Regions from separate parts of the Sus scrofa genome. Here region 1 is linked to region 2. The links are chromatin contacts, called in public HiChIP or PLAC-seq maps. All regions are on one chromosome and are shown on one strand. Each heading gives the region's core, a stretch centred on a gene start, on an enhancer-like site or on the middle of the called end of the contact. The rest is flanking DNA. Distances are from core to core; before and after follow the strand shown. Region 1 overlaps LOC100516424. Region 2 overlaps CTXN3 (cortexin-3).

Evidence for each region. HiChIP or PLAC-seq counts read pairs in DNA pulled down with a chosen protein or histone mark.
Region 1: an H3K27ac HiChIP or PLAC-seq map of skeletal muscle shows a contact between it and region 2, with 4 times the contacts expected there. The contact joins two enhancer-like sites. A contact is called at or near these places in 2 of 47 Hi-C or Micro-C datasets (both in skeletal muscle) and 1 of 2 datasets of contacts at active chromatin or transcription factors (skeletal muscle).

Annotation. Positions count from the first base shown.
Region 1 is chr2:130,947,984-130,953,749 of Sscrofa11.1, reverse strand. The region is part of intron 5 of LOC100516424; the gene reads left to right. Among named protein-coding and RNA genes, the nearest start is that of SLC12A2, 66 kb to the left of the region's middle. Within about 2 kb of position 3,594, at least 2 of the 83 cell types and tissues checked have an H3K27ac peak or open chromatin away from gene starts, as enhancers often do. A contact at or near this core is called in skeletal muscle, where this site is marked.
Region 2 is chr2:130,606,021-130,612,219 of Sscrofa11.1, reverse strand. CTXN3 (cortexin-3) reads right to left here. Exons shown (of 2, transcript XM_005661613.3): 2 at 6,109-6,199. Among named protein-coding and RNA genes, the nearest start is that of CTXN3, 13 kb to the right of the region's middle. Within about 2 kb of position 3,744, at least 3 of the 83 cell types and tissues checked have an H3K27ac peak or open chromatin away from gene starts, as enhancers often do. A contact at or near this core is called in skeletal muscle, where this site is marked.

The DNA.
Region 1 (5,766 bases), core at 2,345-4,844, 340 kb before region 2:
CTTAATCTGTTCAATGTGAGTTAATTGGACATTAATAAAAGAAGAAGACTATATAAAAATGTTTTTTCTTGTTTTATGTTAACAGTTATTAGACTTTTTAAGTGGAGGATTTGACTGTTAATCTCAAAGGCTTAAGAAAACATTAATTTAGGGAGTTCCCTTCTTGGTGCAGTGGTTAACGAATCTGACTGGGAACCATGAGGTTGCGGGTTCGGTCCCTGGCCTTGCTCAGTGGGTTAACACCTGCAGTGGCCACACCTGCAGCATGCAAAATTTTCAAGGCCAGGGATCAAAACTGCACCACAGCTGCAGCCTGAGCCACAGCAGTGACAATGCCAGATCCTTAACCTGCTGTGCCACCAGGGAACTCCATAAATAGCCCTTTCTGAACACAAGCTTAAACATTCAAAATAACATTTTAACATTATACATTTTCCCTTCCCTGATGTGTTTTTCTGCTGCCAGAATGTGATACAGTTTTTGTTCTGCCCTCAATATTTCATCTTCTTCCAAGCTCAGTTGAAGTTCTATATCTTCAGAATATCCTCCTTAAAATCCAGCTCTCAATGATTATTTCTCGCTTTGAATTTTTAGTATTTTTTTATCTGCTTCATTCACTTTTAGGCTGAACTGTTACAATTTTTCAGCCAGAACAATGTCTCTTAAGCCACTGAAGGCAATGTCTTTGCATCTTTATGCCCTCTAGTGCATTATTAAGTAGATAGATATCTGCATCAAATCCTTGAGTGAGTGATCTTATGTATTTCAGTAACTCAGTACAATTTTTGTTTTATTTCAATAATGCAGCACATTTTATTTTTAACAACATTGTTGAGGTATGATTTACACACCATAAATTTTTCCCATTGAAAGTGCACAATTCATTCATTTTTAGCAAATGTATAGTGTGACCCTTGCCATAATCCAGTTTTAAAATATTTCAATCACCTCCCCATTCAAAAAACATTTCTTTGTGCTTATTTGCAGTCAACTCCTATCCCTACTTCCAGCACCAAGTAATCACGGATCCGTTTTGACTTTATAAATTTACCTTTTCTGAGCACTTTATGCAACCATAGGGAATCATACAATCAATATATTGTCCTTTGTGTCTGATTCTCTTTCACTGAGAAGATGTTTTTGAGGTTCATCCACACTGTACGTATATCAGTATTTTATTCCTTTTTATTGCTGAATACTGTTCCAAATATGGACATAACATTTTGCTTAATTGTTTGCCGGCTGAAGAACATTTGGGTTGTTTCCAGTTTTGGGCTGTTGTGAGTAACACTTCTGTGAACATTTGTGTACAAATCTTTGTGTGAATTTATGTGTTCATTTTCTTGGGTAGATTCTTAGGATTGAAAATGCTGGGTCATCTGGTAAGCTCGTATTTAACTTCATTAAGAAACTACTAAACTATTTTCCAAAGTGCCTTTGTCATGTGTAATCTCACAACAACAAACATGCTGAGGCCTACTTTTTTGTAGACTCTGCTGGTTTCTGTGGTTTCAAAGATAAGCCAAAGTCCCTGCTTTCTAGGGATTCATTGTCTAGTAAAAAGGAATAAATTATCTCCAACTTAGTTTTTTTCTGGCCCTGTAAAAGATAGGAATGCAGTTGATCATAACTCACAAAATACTTGATTATCACACTATCAGTTTTTTAATATTAAAGACATTTAATGATTTCAAATAGTAAGAAGTCTAAACCTCTGCTTGGGTGCCAGAGTTCAACAGTACTTTCAGTGACTATCATTCCTTGCAACTTTCTGTTCAAGCCCTATGGGCTGACTTTTCTTTCTAATGCTTGTCCTGTAAAGTTTCATTACAGCTGTTGTAGCTCCAGGAATGGCATCTTCAAACCATTGCATTCACAGCCAAAAGGAAATACGGTCTCCCTCGCTTTTCTTTTTATTACCGCTAAATCTCTTCCATAAATCATCCCCCAAAGAAAATGCCCCTTTTCTATGTGTTTGATACTGGGTTATATATTTACTTGTAAATCAGTCTCTATCAAACAAGGGTAGGTAGCTAAGTTCATTTACCTTGGGGCTGAGTGAGAAATAAAATTCGTATTATGTTGAATCTCATCTTTACCATGACTCTTTGGATAGTCTTTTTTTTTCTTTTGTCTTTTGTTTTTTTAGGGCCACATCTGCAGCACATGGAGGTCCCAGGCTAGGGGTCGAATCTGAGCTGTAGCCACCGGTCTACACGAGAGCCGTAGCAATACCAGATCCGAACCGTTTGCGACCTACACCACAGCTCACAGCAATGCCAGATCCTTAACCCACTGATCGAGGCCAGGGATCGAACCTGCAACGTTATGGTTCCTAGTCGGATCATTTCCGCTGCACCACAACGGGACTCCTCTTTGGATAGTCTTTAGACTGCATGTTGGGGCCGTCACATTAACATTCTCAGCCTCAGTTTCCTGTTCTGTAAAACAGAAGTAAAAATGGTATTGAAGTTAGACTAGACTCAGGGAAATCTCTGAAGATTCTTGCCAGTTTACAAGCTACCTTGGTATATTATTCAAAATTTCCCTTCTCTGGAGTTCCCATTGCGGCTCAGTGGGTTATGAACCCGGCTAATATCCATGAGGATGCTGGTTTGATCCCTGGCCTCATTCAGTGGGCTAAGGATCTGGCGTTGCTGTGAGTTGTGGTGTAGGTCGCAGGCATGGCTGGGATCCCACCTTTCTGTGGCTGTGGTATAGCCTGACAGCTGTAGCTCCAGTTCAGCCCCTGCCTGGGAACTTCCATATGTCGCAGGTGCAGCCCTGAAAAGAAAAAACAACAACAACAACAACAAAAAACTTTCCTTCTCCATTCCAATGTGACTTTATTTCAGGTCCATTCTTTCTCAATTCTGGGATCTGCCAACAAATGAAGTGTCTAGGATCTGCACACACAGTGTTGAGGTGGAGAGGTAAGGAAGTAATTTTTCTTTTTGTTTGTCGTTAGGCAAATCTACTCTTTTCTCCATCTGATTTTGCTTGGATCATATCTTGGATCTTACTATGCTTTTATTAATGTAGCATTGAAAGAATTCAGATCATGATCTTCAGTACAAAACCCCCTTGTTTAAAAGATGTCTTTGTGGTTGGCTTGTCTGCTATTTAAAAAGCACTATGGTACTTAACTATTCCAGCTGCTAAACAGGTGTCAGATGATCCTCAGAGCAGCTGTCCAAAAATAGAACTTGAGCCTGGAATATATTCTCAGGCATAGCTATAAGCAATCACACTATAATTAATGTAAATGAACACCGGGCAGATTTTTTTAGGGAATTTTAATGCAGTACAAAAAGATTTTCATTGTTTGTAAAAAATTGGGTTAGCTCTTTGAGATCAGAACCAAGAGCTTTATGATTTAGGGGGAATTTTTTCACCCACTACAAAGAGTACAGCATAAAATATAGTATGCCAGAGGATGTCCCTTTGGTATTTTTCCTATGAACTCTTTGTTTGTTTGTTTGTTTGTTTGTTTGTTTGTTTTGTCTTCTTGCCACACCTGAGGCATGTGGAATTAGTTCCCAGGCCAGGGATCTAACCCAGGTGACAGCAGCGACCCAAGCTGCTGCAGTGGCAATGCCATATCTTTAACTCACTGCCCCACAGGAAAACTCCTTTATGAACTTCTTAATGTAAGAGCATGATGAGATTAATTTTGTTGGACTTCTTGAAGAGGCTGAAAGGTAAGCGGAGTGGAGGCTGGGAAGAGAAAGATGCCTTTGGCAAGGTGATAGAGAGCTGATAAGGATGTGAAGAGGGGCATTTATTTAGCACTTGTTGAACTCACGAATATCGCAAGTACTTGCGGTATCTCACACAATTACTGTAAAAAAACCTATCAAGAAAGTTCAGTTATCTTCCTTTTACAAATGAGAAAGTAGATGTGGTTAAGGAAATTTTCCAAGTGCGTAGTTACTAATTGACAGAACTAGGACTCAAACCCACATTTAACTCATTTCAGAGCCATGCTTCTAGCCACTGTGCATACTACTTACTGACCATCAGGTTACAAGTGTTAGTTTTTTTTTTAAAACAGTATTTTTGAGGTATGTTATCTATTATTTTAATGTTGGAGAAAGAGAGTCTAGTTGCTGTTAACGCGTATGGTAAACCTGGAGTTCCCTTGTGGCACAATGGTTTGACAATCCTGTGTTGTCTCTGCAGTGACTCTGGTGGCTGCTGTGGCTTCAGGTTGGATCCCCGGCTGGGACATTTCCACATTCTGTGGGCACAGCCATAAAAAAAAAATTAAAATGCGTGGTAAAATCATAGAATAGATAATGTACAAAAATCTTAAAATACTTGTGTTGGCATAAAAAATAAAAATAGCCGAGATCAGTGGAAGATAAAGAATTCTTTGACTCAGAGGTCAATTATTTCAGGGATTTAAAAATGTGATTGGAAAAAATACACTTTCGGAGGAGTTTCCTGGTGTCTGAGGGGTTAAAAATCTGGCGTTGTCACTGCTGTGGCCTTGGGTCACTGCTATGTCAGGCGTTTGATCCCTGGCCCGGGAACTTCCATATGTCACAGACGAGGCCCCAAAACAAAACAAAAGTTGGAGTATGGGAAGTTATATCGAATAAGGGACAGATAATGTAGTATTTAGAAAAAAGAAGTGGAACTATTTTGAAGTTAGAGTTCAGGGTAAAAAGACAAATACTGGCGAGGAAGAGTGAATGTAGTAGCATGGGTGAGCTGAGATGGCAGATCAGGGGTTCAGGACCTTGTTAGAGCTGGGGCAATAGAAATAATGTAGAAACTGGAAATGGGGGTGGATATAAAGATGTGACCCACGTTGTTAAAGCAAGGGATAAGAGCTGACTAAAGGAAGAACTTGGGTCCCCCAGGAAAGACTTAGAAGTGCTAGAAAGAGGAAGAGGTTTATGGAAGATACTGTGCAGTGATTTTTTTTTTTTTTTTTGTCTTTTTTTGTCTTTTTGTCTTTTGTTGTTGTTGTTGTTGCTATTTCTTGGGCCGCTCCCGCGGCATATGGAGGTTCCCAGGCTAGGGGTCTAATCGGAACTGTAGCCACCAGCCTACGCCAGAGCCACAGCAACGCAGGATCCGAGCCGCGTCTGCAACCTACACCACAGCTCACGGCAACGCCGGATCCTTAACCCACTGAGCAAGGGAAGGGACTGAACCCGCAACCTCATGGTTCCTAGTCGGATTCGTTAACCACTGCGCCACGACGGGAACTCCTGTGCAGTGATTTTAAGCTCAGCCTGACCTCTGTAGTAGAAGCAACATTCTTGAGCAGTGAATTAAACAGACAGAACGATGTTAAGATGTACCATGGATTTGTATCCATATGCACTTAGTCTTGAAGAATTGTGAGAAAAGCATCATTGACTGTGGAGCTTAAGGATTTGAGTCCAGCGCTGGATAGGCTATTTCCTGTTAAGCTGTGTGACATTGTGCAAGTTATTTGCAGCCTCTGAACCTCGGTTTCCTCATCCATAAGATGAGGTGTTGTTTACATTAAATGTGGTAAGGTGTGTGAAAGAACTGAACATATGGTGATACCGAATTGTTTCCCATAATGCTCCTCTTAAAAGATTTTAAATGAAAGAATGAATGATTTCATAAATTAAAAGATCCAAAAAGGATAAAAATTATACAGTAAAAAACAATTCTCTATCCACCTGTAACACTTGGGCCTGTACCCTAGAAGCATTCCCCATCAATAGACTCCTGTAGCCTTCCAAATAGTATATGTAAGATCTCCATGTTTACTTTGTATAT
Region 2 (6,199 bases), core at 2,495-4,994:
TTCTACCTTGGCAAAGATAAAAATGCCCAGTAGTTTAGGCTGACTATGAATATGATATGAGTCATCATTAATGAGGCTATAAAAAAGATCATTTCATCTTAAAACGTGGGCTTCTCAGAACAAAATAAATGATAACGTGGTTCCACTCATTTTAGACAGGGCACGTCTGGGTTATTATTTTCCTTTCTATGCAGCAGGGACATAGTTAAAATGAAGAGTGTCCAGATTGTTCGATAAGAACAAGAGATAATTCCAAACATATGACATTCTGAAGGATGATTGAAAGAGCTGAAATTTTTATCCTGGGGAATAGTGATAACTATACAAAACTGTTCAGGAGCTGAGATTTTTAGCATCCTTGAAAGCTGACATATTAGCCACAATTTCATGGATGCTGGTAGGACACAAGACGAAGAAACAGAGCACTTCCAGCAATCCCAGTACCCAGAGTATCAGCATTTCCCTGTGCTAGTTTTTTTAGCCCAGTTCCTACAGAGCAATGAAAATCAGACCAGATAGAGTGTGCATCGCAGGAAGGAAACCCCCAGCTTAGGAAACTCCAATCTTTTTATAATGGGCTATAAGCATATAGGTCTAACCATCTAACTACGGAAAGAGGGATTCTATCTCAAAAAAAAAAAAAAAAATCTTGGAAAAGAACAAAATGCTGTCAGCGCCTTTGCTGGAAAGACATGCAGAAAGAGATGGCATCCGTAGAGAATTACCTTCCTACAACTGCTACATTGTGAGGGTTGTCCTGTCAAAGAATATTAGAAATCTGTCACTTCAGAAGAAAAAAAAACTATATTAATTGGTAAAAATCACAAAAATACAAATTTACAGTAGGTAAGGAAATATTTTCTATAAAACAGAATAAGCTCAAAATGAGATGGATTCCTTAAGAAGTTAGTCAAAAAAAAAAAAAAAAAAGTTAAAAAATAAGTTAGACGTGCTCAGCTAGAAACCAGGCAGCGATTTGTAGTGACTATTGAGGAGATATTCATATACCAGAGAAGCACAGAATTGAATGTTGTATTAAGCTTCTTCCAGCACTCCACTTATCAGAAAATAGAGGGAAAGAAAGAAGTGAGGTAACTAGGAAAAAATGCGTGACAGAAAAGGATGAAGGGTACTTTCAAACTTGAAATACTTCATTGTATAACTTCTAAAGCTCTATCAATGTCCTAAGAGGATCCGAACATCTCTTTGATAAACCAGAGATAGGGCTATATCCAAAGCCTTTATGAACTTGATGTTGTAATCTCCCTTGGCGTGTCTCTTAGCTGAGAAAAACAGCTCAAAGATCTATTTGGAAATAAAACGTTAAAGCCTTATCCTAGATTGATTATCCTGTGTTTAGAGAAACAGAATATTTACTAAGGATTTTTTTATAATCTACCTGGAAATACTCCTCATTGTCCAGACACCTAAACTGAAGCTTGGGAATATCACCAAGGAAAATATATCATCCATAGGGCTGTTTTTTAAAGAATCAAAACCATAGCTTCCCCTTCCTCCAAAGAAAAAAAGAAGAAGAAGGGAAGAAACTACTTAAGATTAAACATCATATAAATTAGCAAAAGGACATGTTTCACTTCATAGATTCATTAACTGCTCATTCTGTTTGAATTCATGTGCACACACCCTGCCTATGAAAGGCGACACAACTATAACCAGTGACGGGAAAAGTGACAATGGGCATGTCATTTGACCTCTGCCCATTTTTATATGAAAAGTGAGGAGGTTGAAATAGATAATAGCAGTGTTTCTTTCCAGCTTTTCAAACGCCAAAGAATCCAGGAAAGCCACCTTCTTAAAAGCTGACAAAAATTTGAAGCTCTAAGGATGTAATAGGGTTTAGGAGAAAATAATGGGAATCTTTGAAGAAAAAAAGTGGAAATCCTCTCTGAAAGATGGTTTAGGGGATCTGTCTTATCCTAAAGCATAGAAACATCAGTCAGGATATTGGGAAAGCCTATGGGATGGAAGGATAAGAGGAGATTTGTGGTGCTTTGTGACAAGACAAGAGTGTAATGTATGGCAGAAAAATGGAGATAAAACTTTGACTCTATTCTAAATCCATCAGAGAGTCCTAGTCTAAACAGTGAACTTGGGGAGGGCCCCAGACTGGCTGAAGTGTTGGGTGCTGGCTCTTCAGGGCAAGAGCAAGCTGTAAGGACAAGGAGGCCTTGCTTCTGAAGAGGTAGACACCTGCCTGGAAATAAATCATTTATTCTTTTAAGAAACAGGAGACACAAAGTCTAGAGGGTCCTTCTTTTGCATCTCAAAACAAGTGAATAACCAACCTCTTCTGGCCAGGATCAGTTTGGTCCCGGATTGCACGTGTGCATACAGAGATTTGAGCACTTTTTCTGCAGATCATAATTCTCTCCTCTACAACTCTGTGATTAATCAATAATTGAGAAACCCCTCTGCATAATTTGTCTCAGAAGACATGCATCTCAGATCTCACAAATCACACCTCAGAATTTATTCAATGCTCTGGAGCTTCAAATATTTTTTGAAAACAATTCTATTTTGATATGTTTTACATGTCAATTCTAAAAGCTGACATCTTCTTGAAACTCTACGTTTTTTTTTTTAGATGATTCATAGTGGGCAAGTAAAATTTCTCATCACACAAAATTTATCAACATATTTATAAAAGCCTCAATGTTTCAGGAAAACACTATGCGATGAATCCAATAAAAAAGGAACTTGAATGCATATTTTTTCCTGCATGCGTAGGGATCTACTCTAATTTCTGCCTCCTAAAATGGTTGCCTACTTTGTGTCAGCTTTACACTTAAAAATAGTGAAAGCAGGATCTGGCTTGGAATGTTCATTAGTTTAACAGCAGGAGTCAAGTTAATCTCCTTCAAACCCCATATTAGACGTACTTTACCGTGTTTAAGATATTGAAAAACAACAACAACAACAAGTCTCTTGGAGGGAGCAGTGTTGATCCAGAACTGGGGTCCCTCAGGGGCATAAACCAGTCAGAGCCTAGACTGAGAATGAGCTTGCCACATTTTTTTTTCTGAATGAAAAGTCAGCTTTCTTCTAGAGTGACCTTCCAAGTAATTTTTGTCATCCTGGGATGCAGATATTCATGATAGAGGGCAGTGGCACTCATTATAAATATCTTGTAGGCAAAATGCTGCGCTGTAACTCCTGTAGCCAAAAGGCCAGGAAAGAGAGGGCTTCTGTGACCTTTTGAGAATGTGCTGTTTACCCCAAGGAGCCTGTGAGTAATTAAAACAGAGTTAGCACTTCTCACAGGGGGTGTCAGTTTACTCTGAAGAGCCCAAACTGTTTTCTCACTTGTTGTGGTCCTTTGGCCCTGGATAAGGGATGGATGGGGCATGGGAGACTCAGAGAGAGAGTGAGTGAAGAAGGAGCAGTAATCTGAGAAGGAAAAAACAAAAATAGAGTGGGAGAGAAGGGGAGGAAAGAAAGAAGAGCAGGCTTTGGGAGGCCCTGTGGCACTTCCTGGCAGTCCTGGGCGCAGAGGCCTCTCAGAGGGCAGGTGGCTATTTCCGTCTGTTCCTGTTATAGAAATGGGTCCTAGCACGGCAGGAGGAAGGGTGCGGAAACTGGCATGACAGCCCCTCTTCAGGTTGTTTTCTTTCTCAAGAATCTACAGGACCTTCATTTTGCCTTTCAGGGCCTTCGGATGGTCAGTTCCACCCATCCCTGTCCTTCGTCTGGAGCTCCAACTACCCCTGCAGCCATCTTTCCCAGTCAGGCTGCTCACCTCCCATAAGCCTTACACCCACACCTCCTTTTCCTCTTCTACTGATTTCCTCCTCTCTTTCTCTGCACATATCTAAAATGCCTCCGTCCTCAGAGTTCCCATTATGGTGCAGGAGGTTAAGAACCCGACTATTATCCATGAGGATGCAGGTTCGATCCCTGGCCCCCTTGCTCAGTGGGTTAAGGATCCAGCATTGCAGCAAGCTGCAGAGTCCAAGATCATAGATGTGACGTGTTCCCAGTATTGCAGTGAGTGTGCCTATGGCATAGGCTGGCAGGTGCAGCTCCGATTTGACCCCCAGCCTAGGAACCTCTATATGCCACAGGTGCAGCTATAAAAAGAAAATGCTTCCAACCTCTTAGGTCAAGGTACAACTTATTTCATATCAACTTACATTTCCTAAGGTTTCATACCAAGCACTTAGTCATAGAGTATCATCACCTGAGCCGCTGTTTCCTGGGACATTGGCTTGACTGTCTTGGCCCACACCTCTCCCGTATTCTGTCTCTGACCCATCTCTGCAGAATCAACTTCCAGGGATGGAAGGCTGTAGGAATCTACATTTTCAACCAGCTCTGCAAGTGAAACTGAGTAGACAGAGCAAACTAAAGAGGCAGAAATTTTCCTACTGCTATTTACTTTATGTTTTTCTTTATATATATATATTAAACTCCCAGATGATTCTGATGGTGTGGGAATGATAGGTTCCCAGAGTCATTTGAACCATGATTCAGATACACGCCTTCCTTCATTTCTCGGCTCTCCTACAAGGTAGAAAATTACTCAAGAGCAAAAACTAAACCTGTGTTTTTCCTGTATCTTCAGTGCTGGAAATGCCAGGCTCGCTCAAAGCCAATGCTCTGTAAATACTTGAATGTTTGAATAGACTCCCAATAAAATAGGGACAAAATTAAATAAGGACACACATGACATATAGCATGTTTGAAGAGAAAATAAAACTTTAAAACTAGTGAGTTAAAGGAAGATGTAACAGTAAGGCAAGAGAATACTCAGGTGATTAATAGACCCCAGGATGATCACAGATCAGCGTCAGTGTTTTGTTTCAGATCTAGAAGCAAAGGATCTTTGAAGGCATCAACGAACTTGTAGCATGAAGAAATCATGAGGTGATTCCTCTTTTTATTCTGGTCCATTCCTGAAGTGATGTATTCAGCTACAAAATCTGTAGCTAAAGAAGAAATCTGAGGAATTGGAGAGAGTTAAGACAGGAATCAAAACTTTCATACATTGCCAGAAAGAATGTAAAATAATGCAGCTGCTTTGGGAAACAGTCTCACAGTTCTTCAAAAAGTTAAACATAGAGTTAGCATATGGCCCAGCACATCCACTTGTAGGAATTCACTCAAGAGAACTGAAAACACACATCCGTCCAAAATCTTGTACAAATATGTTCACAGCAGAATATTTGTTCAGACTGGCCGGTGGATATGGTGGGTGATGAATAAACAAAAATGCGGTATAGACAAACCACAGAATATGATTTGGCCATACACAGAAATGGAGTACTTATCACGCCACAGCGTGGAAGAACCAACCTTGAAAACATGGTCAGTGAAAGAAGCCAGACACCAAAGACCACATATTCTTTGACTCCATTAATATGAAATGTCCAGAATGGGCAAATCCATAGAGACAGAAAGGGGACTAGAGATTACAAGGGGTTGAGAGGAAGAGGGATAGGAGGGACCTGCTGGAGGGTGCAGACTCTGGGATTAGAAAGATGGTCACATAATTCAGTGATTATGCTAAAATCTAGTGAATTATACACTTTAAAAGGCTGAACGTTATGGTATGTGGATTATATTTTGGTAAAGCTATTATTTTTTAATGACAGAAATCAAGAAGGAACATGGGGAGGGCTGAAAACTTGGCAGAAGACTTCCAAAGAATGTTAAAAAAAAAAAAATAAGGGAGAGAAGGAGAGGGAGAAAGAGACAGATTGAGAGAGACAGAGAGGAAAGCAGGGCTGCCTTTTTAGGAACCGTCGGATTTTTAGACTTCTTTTTTCATTAAAAAATGATGGCTAGCTGAGGTGAAAATTAGAAGCCCTAGACTATAAATACAGCCTAACAAGTTTAGATGCAAGTTTTTCCTACCAATACAGAAGCTGGCATAAGAGGTTTTCACATGTCTCTTTCTGGTGGACTTAAACAATGCTCAGAATAAGTCTTATGTGTCAGGACAATCTGTGGGAGCCCTTCCTGAAATGGGGAGGTGAGGAATTACACAACCTTTCATGGTCTTTGCTTGTTCTCTCTCTCTCGGAACAGTTAGTTCTCAGCATTCGATGTAACACACTGCCTCCAGAGCACTGAAATGAGAGGAGACACTTCTGTCTCTTGAAAAGTTTTATTTGGTTTCTATATTCAGCCATAAACACACATGCCTCTTAAGACTATAAAAGTCTTCTCTAAACAATTA